Regions from separate parts of the Mus musculus genome. Here regions 1 and 2 are each linked to region 3. Evidence: chromatin contacts called from public ChIA-PET and Hi-C data. All regions are on one chromosome and are shown on one strand. The core of a region is the stretch at or near the end of the contact, and the rest is flanking DNA. Distances in the headings are between cores, read along the strand shown.

Region 1 (3,565 bases), core at 796-3,295, 210 kb after region 3:
AAAAATCTTTTTTATAATTAGAAAACTTGTTAGTTTTTTCTAACTTGACATAAGCAAGAGTCATCTGGGAAGAAGGACGCCTGACTGAGGGATTGCCTTCACCTTGTGGCCTAAAGGCAAGTCTGTGAGACATTTCCTCCCTTAATGACTGATGTGCGAGAGCTGGGCTAACTATGGTGGTGCAAATGGTCCTGAGTGGGATAAAAAAGCAAGCAGAGCAAGCTCTGGGATAGAAGCCAGGCAGCAATAGTGTTCTCAGGTCTCTGTTTCCGGTTGACTCTTTGCTCTGACTTCCCTCAGTGACACTATGACCTCGGAGTTGAGAGAAGAAATAAACCCTTTTCTCTTCAAGTTGTTTTTGGTCTTGGTGTTTTACCACAGCAATGGAGAAGCAAACTAGAACATGTATTTATTATTTGTTGGATGTATTCTTACCCTCTTTATTGTAGAGTTTTTTTTTTTTTTTTCCTCTTTTCTTTTTGAGATAGTCTCACATTACCCAGGCAGGCCTTGAGTGTCCCATGTGGACTCTGAGGGTGGCTTTGAACTCCTGATCCTCAAGTCTCTACTCCAAAATGCTGGGATTACAGGACTGCTCCATTGTGCCTGGCTCCATTGTAAAGAGTTGAATTCAGAAAAATATAGCGCAGGACTTTTCTTTTGGCTAATCTTTTGTGTTTTCCTTTCTCTGTGTCCTTTCTGTCCTTCAACCATACCTTTTTTTTTTTTTCTTGTTTTTTTTTTTTTTTTTTTTTTTTAGACAGGGCTTCTCTGTGTAGCCCTGGCTGCCCTGGAACTCTGTAGACCAGGCTGGCCAGGCTGGCCTCAAAACTCAGAAATCTGCCTGCCTCTGCCTCCCAAGTGCTAGGATTAAAGGCATGCGCCACCACTGCCTGACCAACCATACCTTTTTGGTGAGTAAATTAACAAAAGCTGTTAGCAATTTTCAATGACTTACTAAGACCAAGACTTGCATCAGTTTCTTTTTCCAGTTAACTACTGAGTTACATTTTCACTTTTGCTTTGTAAAACAGACTTTTGAAATGCATGAAACTTATTTGTAGGCTAAACAGTTCCAAAATGGAATAAAATCTTCATAAAGTTAAGAAAGACCCTCAAGTAATTAAGACTTTTTTTCTTATTTTTCCAGACCTTGGTGGCTCTGAGTCTCAAGACTCCTGAATCAACCAAAGGTGATTGGAGACTTATAAACATATTGTAGTCTAAGACACCCTATCTTGCAGATGGTAATTTTACTAGTAAGATCACAATTCTCTCTGAACTCAGCCTAATTGGAAATGCTGTTAGGAATCACAAATAGATTTTAATAATAAGCACACACACCCAAGTTTTTCAGATTTTTAAAGGGCAGGGACAACTGACTTATGCGCCTGAGAAATGTGACAGGTGATTGGAAGCCAGGAACTGGGGGGACAGGGTAGCCTCAAAAGGCCTTAAGTGCTGGAGGCCAGTGGGGTATCTGGAGTTGACCTTTCACCTTTGAAAGGCATTAATTTTGGAGACGGAGCCATGTTTGTTTACTATGAGGGGCTGAGGGAGTCAGGGCAGGCGGAAGCTAGGGCTTTAGTGGGTGTAAGCGGCCGGGAGTCAGTTGGTCTGGGGGGCGAGGGGTCCGCTCCCGCCCGCTCGCCAGGGAAGGCGGAAGGCAACGCTCGGCTTCTTTGGACAACCTGGGCGGGGGGGGGGAACCGTGCGAGCTGGAGCGCAGATCCGAGACGACTCCTGCCTTTACGAGGACGACAGGGGGAGGCACGGGGCAGCCACGCGGGGTCGTCCCCGCTCTGGGGTCGCTAGCTCTGCGGCGGCCGCGCCAGGCCCTGTCGGAGCTGCGCGGCGACTCCCGGTCTGGCCGCGGCCCTCCCGCCCCGGCGACGCCGCGGTGGATTGTGGGCTGGGGGCTGCGGCGGCCTGGCGGCGGCGGCGGCCTGCTGCACGCTCTCCGCGGACCCAGCCGCGCCGGGCCGGTGGCGTGAGGCGGGCGGCGGCGTGGGGAGCTGAGGCGCCGGGGGCGGTGGTCGCGGCGCGGCGGCGGCTCCCCTGGAGGCCGGGGATGTGGGAGAGGCGGCGGCAGCAGCGGCGGAGGCGGCGCTGCGGACCCGGGGGAGACTGCTGGCTGACAGGACACCCGGGCGAGACGTGAGGGGCCCGCCGCGGCCGCTCTGCCCCCGAGCGGCGCTGGGCTCGAGAGGGCGGCCCTGTGCTCCCGGGCCCGCCGGCCAGCAGGCGCGGGGCGGAGGCGGGAACCGGGCTCGGACCCGGCGCGCAGGGCGGCGGCGGCCGCGGAGCAGCAGTCTCGGCGCGACGTGGAGGGATGGAGGCGGCGGTGCACTAGGCCTCGTCTGGGGCTGCCGCCCGGGACCGCAGGTAGGTGCCGGGCCCGCGCTTCGCGGCCACCCTCCCCCGACCCGGTGACCGGCGGGGCGGCGGGACCCCACCCCCTCCGTCTCCTCGGGGCTTGGAGCTGACAGAGTTTCGGAGCCGGTGACCGAGCCGAAGCTTCATCCTCCCCGCCACCACCACTTCCTTCTCGGCACTCCCAGGATCCGGGCCGGCAGCTGTGCCCCAGCCCCGGCCGGCGTCCGCAGGTGCCGCCCCAGTCCCCTCGCCCCTCTCCGGAATCCGGGACCAGCAACTTCCATCAGTCCTTGTAGACGCGGAGCCCAAACTTTCCCTGTCTCCTTTCAGCCAGGCCTGAACCCCTCTTGGAGCCTTCTAGAATAAAAACACCGCCCCCCCACCCCCCCGCCCGAGAATACTAAACCAAAGAAGAACTCGGCATTGTGCAGTTTTGCATTGTAGTTTAAATTATTTTATTTCTTTCAGTTTTGCTAACTGCTGTCTGCAGGGATACAAAGACAGGCCTTCCCTGTTCCCTGTGGGTTGTCTGGGAACTTTTGCCTGACCATTATAATTAGCTACTTGGCCTGTCCGTGTATGGCTTAGGGTGACTTTTTTTTTTTTTTTTTTAAAGAATTTTGGCCTATTAGAGTTACAAAGTGTTTCTTAAAATACCTTTTTAACCAAGTTTGGTTTTTGGTCCTTATAGAGACGTCTTTTACTTTCGAAGAATTAAATTGGGCTACTTCTGTTTTCTAATTGATTTAATTTCGGGTTCTCAAACTCAGGTCAGTCTTAATACATGTTCAGCGGGCAGGGGATATTATGATACGCTGTTTGTGGTATATGGAGAAGAAGGTGATAACTTATGCTGCAGGTCTTGATGGGCATTGAGTTTTATAAATGGGAGCTCTAATTGGAAAACTATTTGACTCCCTAGCAGTTTGGCTGGAACAGATGTAATGATAGGATATGTCTGACTGTATGTAGTACAGTGAGTTGGGTTTCCTAGAAGTGGGTATTGGTGCTCTACACTAATTATCATTAGGTAAAATTGGTCACTTTGTACTTGATAGTTGTAGTTTAGGATGTTAGATGCTAACTTTTGTATTGTCTTTTGGCTAGTTTTAAACTGTGTTCTGGCAACCTTAGAACTGTTACTATAAGTACCAGTCTGTTCACAGTAAAACTGTACACACTATCCGTG
Region 2 (3,381 bases), core at 859-3,358, 140 kb after region 3:
GCTTTGTGTTAAACAAGTGCTCGACTACAGAACTGCACCCCAAGTCTCTCATTGTGTAACTTCTGGATCAACCTGGACAGATACAAGACACTTCTGTGACAAGAAGAAAACTAGTACAGATAGATAGATAGATAGATAGATAGATAGATAGATAGATAGATAGAACTGCTGGGTTTTTTTTTCGGTTTTTTGTTTTTTGTTTGTTTGTTTATTTTTGTTTTTTGTTTTTTGGCATTTTCTAGGTGCCTCTACTGTTGTTGTAAGCCCTATTACTGTAACAAGGCTAAGAATGGATAAAAAAACAAAAACAAAAACATGGAGAACATAAGCCAGAAAGTCAGAGGTGAGGTTGCTTGTAGAAGTGTGTTTGGAACAAGGCCGTGGCAGTCCTACTGTCTGGGGCTCTGAGGGTTTGCTTTCTCTGCCAGTTGAAGAGTGAGAAATGAGGAAACATCCCAAGCACAGCAGGTAGCAGTAAAAGGAAACTCAGACTTGGAGAAACAGAGCCAGCTGGTGGGGGAAATGTACACACAGCAAGGCACACAGAGAAAGAGCCTCTGCAGGGCAGATAGAGAGCTCACTCCAGAGGCTCTGCCTCTCCATGAGGGCCGGGAGTCTGTGAGGGGGTCTGTGAGGGGGTCTTCCTCCAGTTTAGAGTTGGCCAGTTTGAACAATGACAGGGAGGTTGATAGGTCCATAGGTTGGGCCTAAACACATCCTGGTCTGACTTTGAACTGACCAAACCAATCCACCATTGGGGAGTCATACTTCTAAGAAAAAACAAGCCCACCAGGCTTCTGTTTTAAGCCAACAAGACCTTTGTCCCAGGTCAATAGGGTGAAGAAGGCAGCCATCTTGGAGGTTAATGATCTTTATTGTCCATTCATAGCCATGTCCTATCAGTCTGCCTGAGGAAACTGCCTGGTCTCTCAACAGGGCAGAGAGAGAAGCTGTGCTCTTTCTGATGCCCTTGACCAGGGAGCCTTCTGAGCCTCCTCCACCTCCCTTCACTTGGCTTCCAAAGAAGCAGGACTAGAGATGGAAGGAGACTTTATGACTTTCTAAGTTCCTAGAATATGGCCAGCACTGCATTAGCGTTAAAAGCATAGAGCAATAACAATCTCATGTTTTATTTTATTTATTATAAAAAAATAAGAAAGATGATAAAGCTAGTGATAAGTTACTTTTCTGCCAGCAAAGTGAGCCAATTCAAGACAGATTAGATATTAAATGCAGGTTTATTGGGAAGCTGATCTTGGGTGAATTCACTGCCCCAAGGACCAAAGCCAGGGAAGTCACCATGGGGAGAAAGAAGGAGAGAGCAGGGAGACCAAAATGTCTGGATTATATATAGGGAAGAGACTCTGTCTGGTGGAAGAGCAGCCCAGGCACTGGGCTAGAAGTTCAGGGCTGGGGGCAGGGTATGCCAGGTAGGGACTGAGGGATGCTGGGAGAACCTGGAGACCAGGTCTGCTTTGATGTGTAAACTATGCCTATCCTGAGGTCTGAAACCAAACAGCTAGTAGAGAAACATGTGCGTGTATATGGGACTTTGAGGTGGGAACTTTGTTAACAGTATTCAAAAAGTACAAGCTACAGATTAATAGCTTGACAGGTTTGGCTGCAGCAATAATAAGATTGCCGGTGTATGAATACTGTCACAAACTTGGGCAGAGGACAGCTGGGAAGGGATACTTGTAATGCCTCAACCCAACAAGGAGCTAAAACCCAGCTTGCAAAGGAGCTCTGGTAAGTCAGACAAGGCACACGACAGAAATGCTGTCGAAGGTCTAAGTGGCTAGTTCTCAGAAGCATTAACCTAAATGCTTAAGAGTCAAGAGAAGTTCAGAGTCACCGTAATCAAGAAAAGCAGTTAAAGAATCCTAGATACTACTTAATGCCCTTTGATTTGTAAAAACGGGGAAGCTGGAAAAGCATGATAGTCTTAGAAAACATGTAAAAACCAAGAGCCCATGCTCACTGCTGTTAGGAGTGTACACGCGCACCTATTCTAAAGAGTTTTCTGGCTGCATGTGTGTGTGGGTGTACCTGTGACTCAGAAATCCCCTCTGCACAGGGCCATGAGGAGGTGGGCAGGAGTATGAGTATCACAGGGCTGCTGTCTGTGGTACAGGGTGGTTAGAGGCAGTCTGTGTCAGTTGGAGATAAGGTAATTGTACATAGATGTCATGGTAAACTTCTACAGCAGTTAGAGGACAAGAGGTAGACAAGCATAAGTGAACATAGAAAGGGCTGTACACACACACACACACACACACACACACACACACACACACACACACACGTGCGCGCGCCTGAGCATACACACAAAGAAACAGGGCCAAGAGTGGTAGCTTACATTTAGAATCTTAGCACTCAGGAGTCTGAGGACTCTAAGTTTGAAGACAGCATGGACTACTTAGTAACAAGTCAGCCTGGCCTCTGAGTAAGACATTATCTCAAATAAACAATCAATACATAAATAAATAAGAAATAGAATGGGAGCTATTGAACAGTATAGAATTTTAATATCTATACTTATAAAAAACATTTTATATTTTGTTAAAAACACAAACTCAGGGACGGTACTTGGGCTATTGTTACACAAGCCTGAGGACATTCCCAAAACTTATGTTAAATGACTAAGCCAGCTCAGTCAGTCAACAGGTTCTCCAGGGCAGGAGCAAGGATTAAAAAGAAAAAAAAAAAGACAATTAGACAACACTGTTGCCTGACCCCAGCCAGTGCTGAGGCTGAAGCGGGTTTATTTTTTCCCAGTCTGCTTTTATACCATTTTAATTTCATGCAAGTGATAAGGTCAGTGGTAGGTCAAGGGAACAAGGAAGACAATAAACACAAATAGTCAAGGAACAAGCAAGGCAATAAACAAGGTCCCTTGATCACTGTTTCTAGGAGCTTATCAGGATGACCAAGATATCTGAGCCCACTTCCCTGTCCTGGCCCAAAGTCACATTCCTGCCAAGTTTCTAGCCCCCAAAGCTCTCCACAGTTAAAAGCTGGGCAAGGTGGCACACACTTAAAATTCCAGTACTGGTGAGATAGCAACAGATCTCTGGGACTCAGCTACAGTGAGCTTAACCTAACAGGTGAGCGCCAAGTCACAGGTGAGAGACCCTATTTCCAAAACAAGGAAGGGCTCCTCAAGTTGTACTCTGACCTTCACATGCATATACATATGTATGTATGTGCACACATAGACATAAATACACATAGATTCAGGGGAACATCTGCACTTAAGCATATTTAAGTGTACATAAGTACATTCAAATGCTGACTATGGAGTCAGCCTTGATGTTTTGAAATGCTGCTTCTGCTGAAGATAAAAGATAAAGCAAAATAAGATAGAGAAAAAAAAAAACC
Region 3 (3,590 bases), core at 87-2,586:
CCCAAATTTTGATACAAACTCATGGCTGAATGACTATGAATATGGACTTTGGGCATTCCACACACTTGGAGCGCTGTTTAAAACCAGCCAGGGTTTCTCTAGAGTGCTGAGTCCAGGCAATAACATCATCATCATCATCATCATATTCTCTCTCTCTCTCTCTCTCTCTCTCTCTCTCTCTCTCTCTCCCCCCTTACACTTTTCTAAAATCAGCAAGTGACTATATAATGGCTTACTATACTGGCTGGTTTTGTGTCTACTCCACACAGACAGAGTCATCAGAGAGGAAGGAGCCTCAGTTGAGGAAATCTCTCCATGAGACCCAGTTGTAAGGCATTTTCTAAATTAGTGATCAATGAGAAAGATGGGGGAGGCCCAAGGCCATGGTATGTAGTGCCAATTCTGTAAGAAAGCAGGCTGAGCAAACCATGGGAAGCAAACCAGTAAGCAGCACTCCTCCAAGGCCTCTGCATCAGCTCCTGCCTCCAGGATCCTGCCCTATTTCAGTTTCTGTTCTGACTTCCTTCAATAATGAACAGCAATATAGGAGTGTATGCCAAATAAACCCTTTTCTCCCCCTCCCCCAAATAATAAATAAATAAATAAATAAATACCAGCCAGGGAAAGGTAGCTGTCTGCTACCCCCCACCCCCACCCACCCCGCTGGTTAATTAGGTCTAATGAGGCCTACTTCTCCGGACTTTTACCAGAATCAAATGAGAAGGGAACGCAAACTCCCCGGCACCGTGCTTATCACACTTGGGCGCTCCGTGAGCGGCAGCGCCCTGTTATTAAGTGAAAGAGAAAGGGGCATTGAGGGTGTGGCATGTGCAGGGGCATGCGGTGCTTGCCTAGCCTTTGTGACGATCTGAGTTCCATCCCCAGCACTTTTTATTTTTAATTATGTGCATGTGGGTATGTGCACATATGTGCATGTTGTGCAGGCCAGAGGCCTCATTTGTTCCGAAGCTAGAGTCTCTACTGGGTGTGAGTAGATGCACTATGCAAATACTGGGACCCAAACTCCAATGCTCTCAGGCATCTCTCCAGCTCCTAGTGGTTTCTGTTAACAGAGGCATTTCAAGCTCCTTTAAATCAGGAGCGACAAATCTATGAAACAATCTTTTCTGTGGCACACGAATGACAAGCTATACTCCAAATACTTCTGTAATTTTCAGTGTTATCCACCCAAATCTCTCAGCAAGGTTCCCGGGGCCTGGCTTACAAATTCAATGTCACAGTGGCCCAGAACTAGGAGTAGGGAGGAGGTGTGCATCACTGTATTATAAACACGTTCGTTTTCCCTCTGCTGAGAGCAGAGACCGCTGGGAAACAGGAAGTCGTGGTGCGCCAAAAAGAAACCTCCCCAAATGGGAGATCAGCAGTAAATCTCTCCAGGCTACACTGTGGTCAGAAGGTGGGAAATTCCTCCACCTGCCCCCACAAACAGTCCCTCGGGAAAGCTTAGACAAGGTTAGTTTGGGAAATTCCCTCAGAGACAGAATGGAGAAGGAAAGCTGCTTGTGAAGAGAAAGCCAATTAGCAGCTGCTGGGGCCAGGGCGAGGGAGATGATGCTCCAAGGCAACCAATCCCTTACATCTCCAACCTGCTGGTTAACCCAAGGAATTAATGCCTGGGTCTCCTGGCTTGTGGCCTGTGGCCTGAGCCTGAGCCAGATTCACTTCCTGTTAGGCACTCCCGTGACCCCCCGCCCACACCCACTCCAGAGGAAAGCAGCCACAGTTGGACCTGTGAGTTTCCCCCGTTGTCCTGCTTAGCAAGCTCATCAGGTTTTACTGGGTTCTAATCTAAATGTGACCTCCTGGTCACATTCTTAACTGCAGTTAAGCTCCAAGGGGTAGAGAGGAATCCTTTCCACAGAGAAGAAGAAGAAGGGGGGGGGGAGGGGGAGACGACGGCGACTCACACGCAGATTTACAGATCTACGATTATGGAGGATTAAAATGATATATCCACAGATGAGTTGGCACAGAGAAACTGCAAAAATGCTTTGGGGGAAGGGTCCTGGCCAGAAATGCCTTTTCAACCCCCATCTACATATGCAAGACAGACACTTGCGCGGGTCAGGACTGCTTGCTGGGCCCATAAATCATGCCCATTTTGGATCATAAACCATGCTCCTATTTGATGTTTTGTTGTATGTGAAGGCTGAGAGCAGGGGAGGGTTGGGAGGTGGAGGTTGGGAGAAGTCGTTTTGTTCTTTGTTTTTGTTTTGATTGTTGGAGACAGGGTCTTGCTACATATCCCCCAGGCTGGCCTCGAACTCACTGTGCAACCCAGGCTGGCCTCAGATTCTTGTCAGGCCTCCCACCTCAGGCTCCAGGGTGCTGGAATTAAAACAGAATGTCACCAAAACTGGGCTTTCCTTTTCTGTGTGACTTAAATGGCTGTTTCAGCAAGATGACAAAAATGAGATTTTGGTAGAAGACAAATATAAACAGACTTCCTTATGGCAATTTAAACTTATCTTACTATATACTTATGCAAATAGATCTTAAACGTAGGAAAGAATGTCTTAAAGGAGACTAGTAAGAAAGTGTGCTCTATTGGAGCACATGCACCCTTTTTTGTTGTTGTTTTTTTTTTGTTTGTTTTGTTTTGTTTTGTTTTTTTGAGACAGGGTTTCTCTGTGTAGCCCTGGCTATCCTGGAACTCACTCTGTAGACCAGGCTGACCTCGAACTCAGAAATCTGCCTGCCTCTGCCTCCTGAGTGCTGGGATTAAAGGCATGCACTCCTTTTAAATAAGGGATTAAAGGATTAAAACCACACCCGGCTCAAATGCATCCTTTTATGTGACTATACCTAGCCATTCAGTAATTAGTGATGGTGGATTCTACTTCCAGTTTCACATGCCTTTAACACACACTGGGAAGACCACTATTTTGATGTTTTCAGACATTGTTCTCATTCTTCATTCACCTTAATGTCTTTATTTATTTCTTCCTTTTTTTTTTTTTTTTTTCTTTCTTCTCTTTGTAGCCCTGGCTATCCTGGAACTTGCTCTGTAGAACAATGCTGGCCTCTGGCCTCGAACTCAGAGATCCACATACCTCTGCCTCCTGAGTGCTGGGATTAAAAGTGTGTACCACTACTGCCTGGCTAATTTCTGAGTTTCTATTAGAACTGATTTTCCAAAAATTGAAAAGATTCTCAGATACCTAATTGTCCCTGATTAGAAAAGGCTGGAAGTTTCTAGTCTGTATCTTCCTTGTGATTTGAATAGTCTTTAAATGCAGCTGATATAACCAAGAAGAATTATGACGGTCAGACTCAACCTCCCATTCAGGCCCCTACTCCTAAACATTGTGCAAAGTCAATATATCCTCAAGGGATGCCATTTCTATTTCTTACCTGGAAGCCTCTGAGGTCTTCAATTTTCAACTCCTAACAAGAACACATAATATTTCTGACTTCAGGGGGACATATTTAAAATTTGTTTTCTGCAGTACTATAGTTATAGATGTAAAATTAATTAAATAATGATGTATATCAGAGGGAGGAAGCCTTTGGTGGGGACACAGATGCAATGGATTGGGTGTAAGCAGACTCCAACATGGATCTGGGAG

What was found. Hi-C and Micro-C count contacts between places; a contact is called where the count stands out from the background. ChIA-PET counts read pairs in DNA pulled down with a chosen protein or histone mark.
Region 1: a Hi-C map of uterus shows a contact between it and region 3, with 1.7 times the contacts expected there. The contact joins the promoter of Vps54 here to the enhancer-like site in region 3. A contact is called at or near these places in 1 of 39 promoter capture datasets (cranial neural crest), 3 of 484 Hi-C or Micro-C datasets (the N1E-115 cell line, embryonic stem cells and uterus), 7 of 115 datasets of contacts at active chromatin or transcription factors (CD8 T cells, acute myeloid leukemia, bone marrow-derived macrophages and 4 more) and 2 of 9 other capture datasets (adipose tissue and embryonic stem cells).
Region 2: a contact with region 3 is called in an RNA polymerase II ChIA-PET map of memory CD8 T cells, with 13 read pairs. The contact joins two enhancer-like sites. A contact is called at or near these places in 28 of 484 Hi-C or Micro-C datasets (3T3-L1-derived adipocytes, B cells, the Ba/F3 cell line and 11 more) and 3 of 115 datasets of contacts at active chromatin or transcription factors (CD8 T cells, embryonic stem cells and memory CD8 T cells).

What each region holds. Positions count from the first base shown.
Region 1 is chr11:21,236,987-21,240,551 of GRCm38.p6, forward strand. Vps54 (VPS54 GARP complex subunit) reads left to right here and starts at 2,046. Exons shown (of 23, transcript NM_139061.5): 1 at 2,046-2,385.
Region 2 is chr11:21,170,378-21,173,758 of GRCm38.p6, forward strand. No RefSeq gene overlaps it. Among named protein-coding and RNA genes, the nearest start is that of Vps54, 67 kb to the right of the region's middle. Within about 2 kb of position 2,109, at least 40 of the 459 cell types and tissues checked have an H3K27ac peak or open chromatin away from gene starts, as enhancers often do. A contact at or near this core is called in CD8 T cells, Th1 cells and memory CD8 T cells, where this site is marked.
Region 3 is chr11:21,032,630-21,036,219 of GRCm38.p6, forward strand. No RefSeq gene overlaps it. Among named protein-coding and RNA genes, the nearest start is that of Peli1, 57 kb to the right of the region's middle. Within about 2 kb of position 1,337, at least 145 of the 459 cell types and tissues checked have an H3K27ac peak or open chromatin away from gene starts, as enhancers often do. A contact at or near this core is called in CD8 T cells, the N1E-115 cell line, Th1 cells and 7 more, where this site is marked.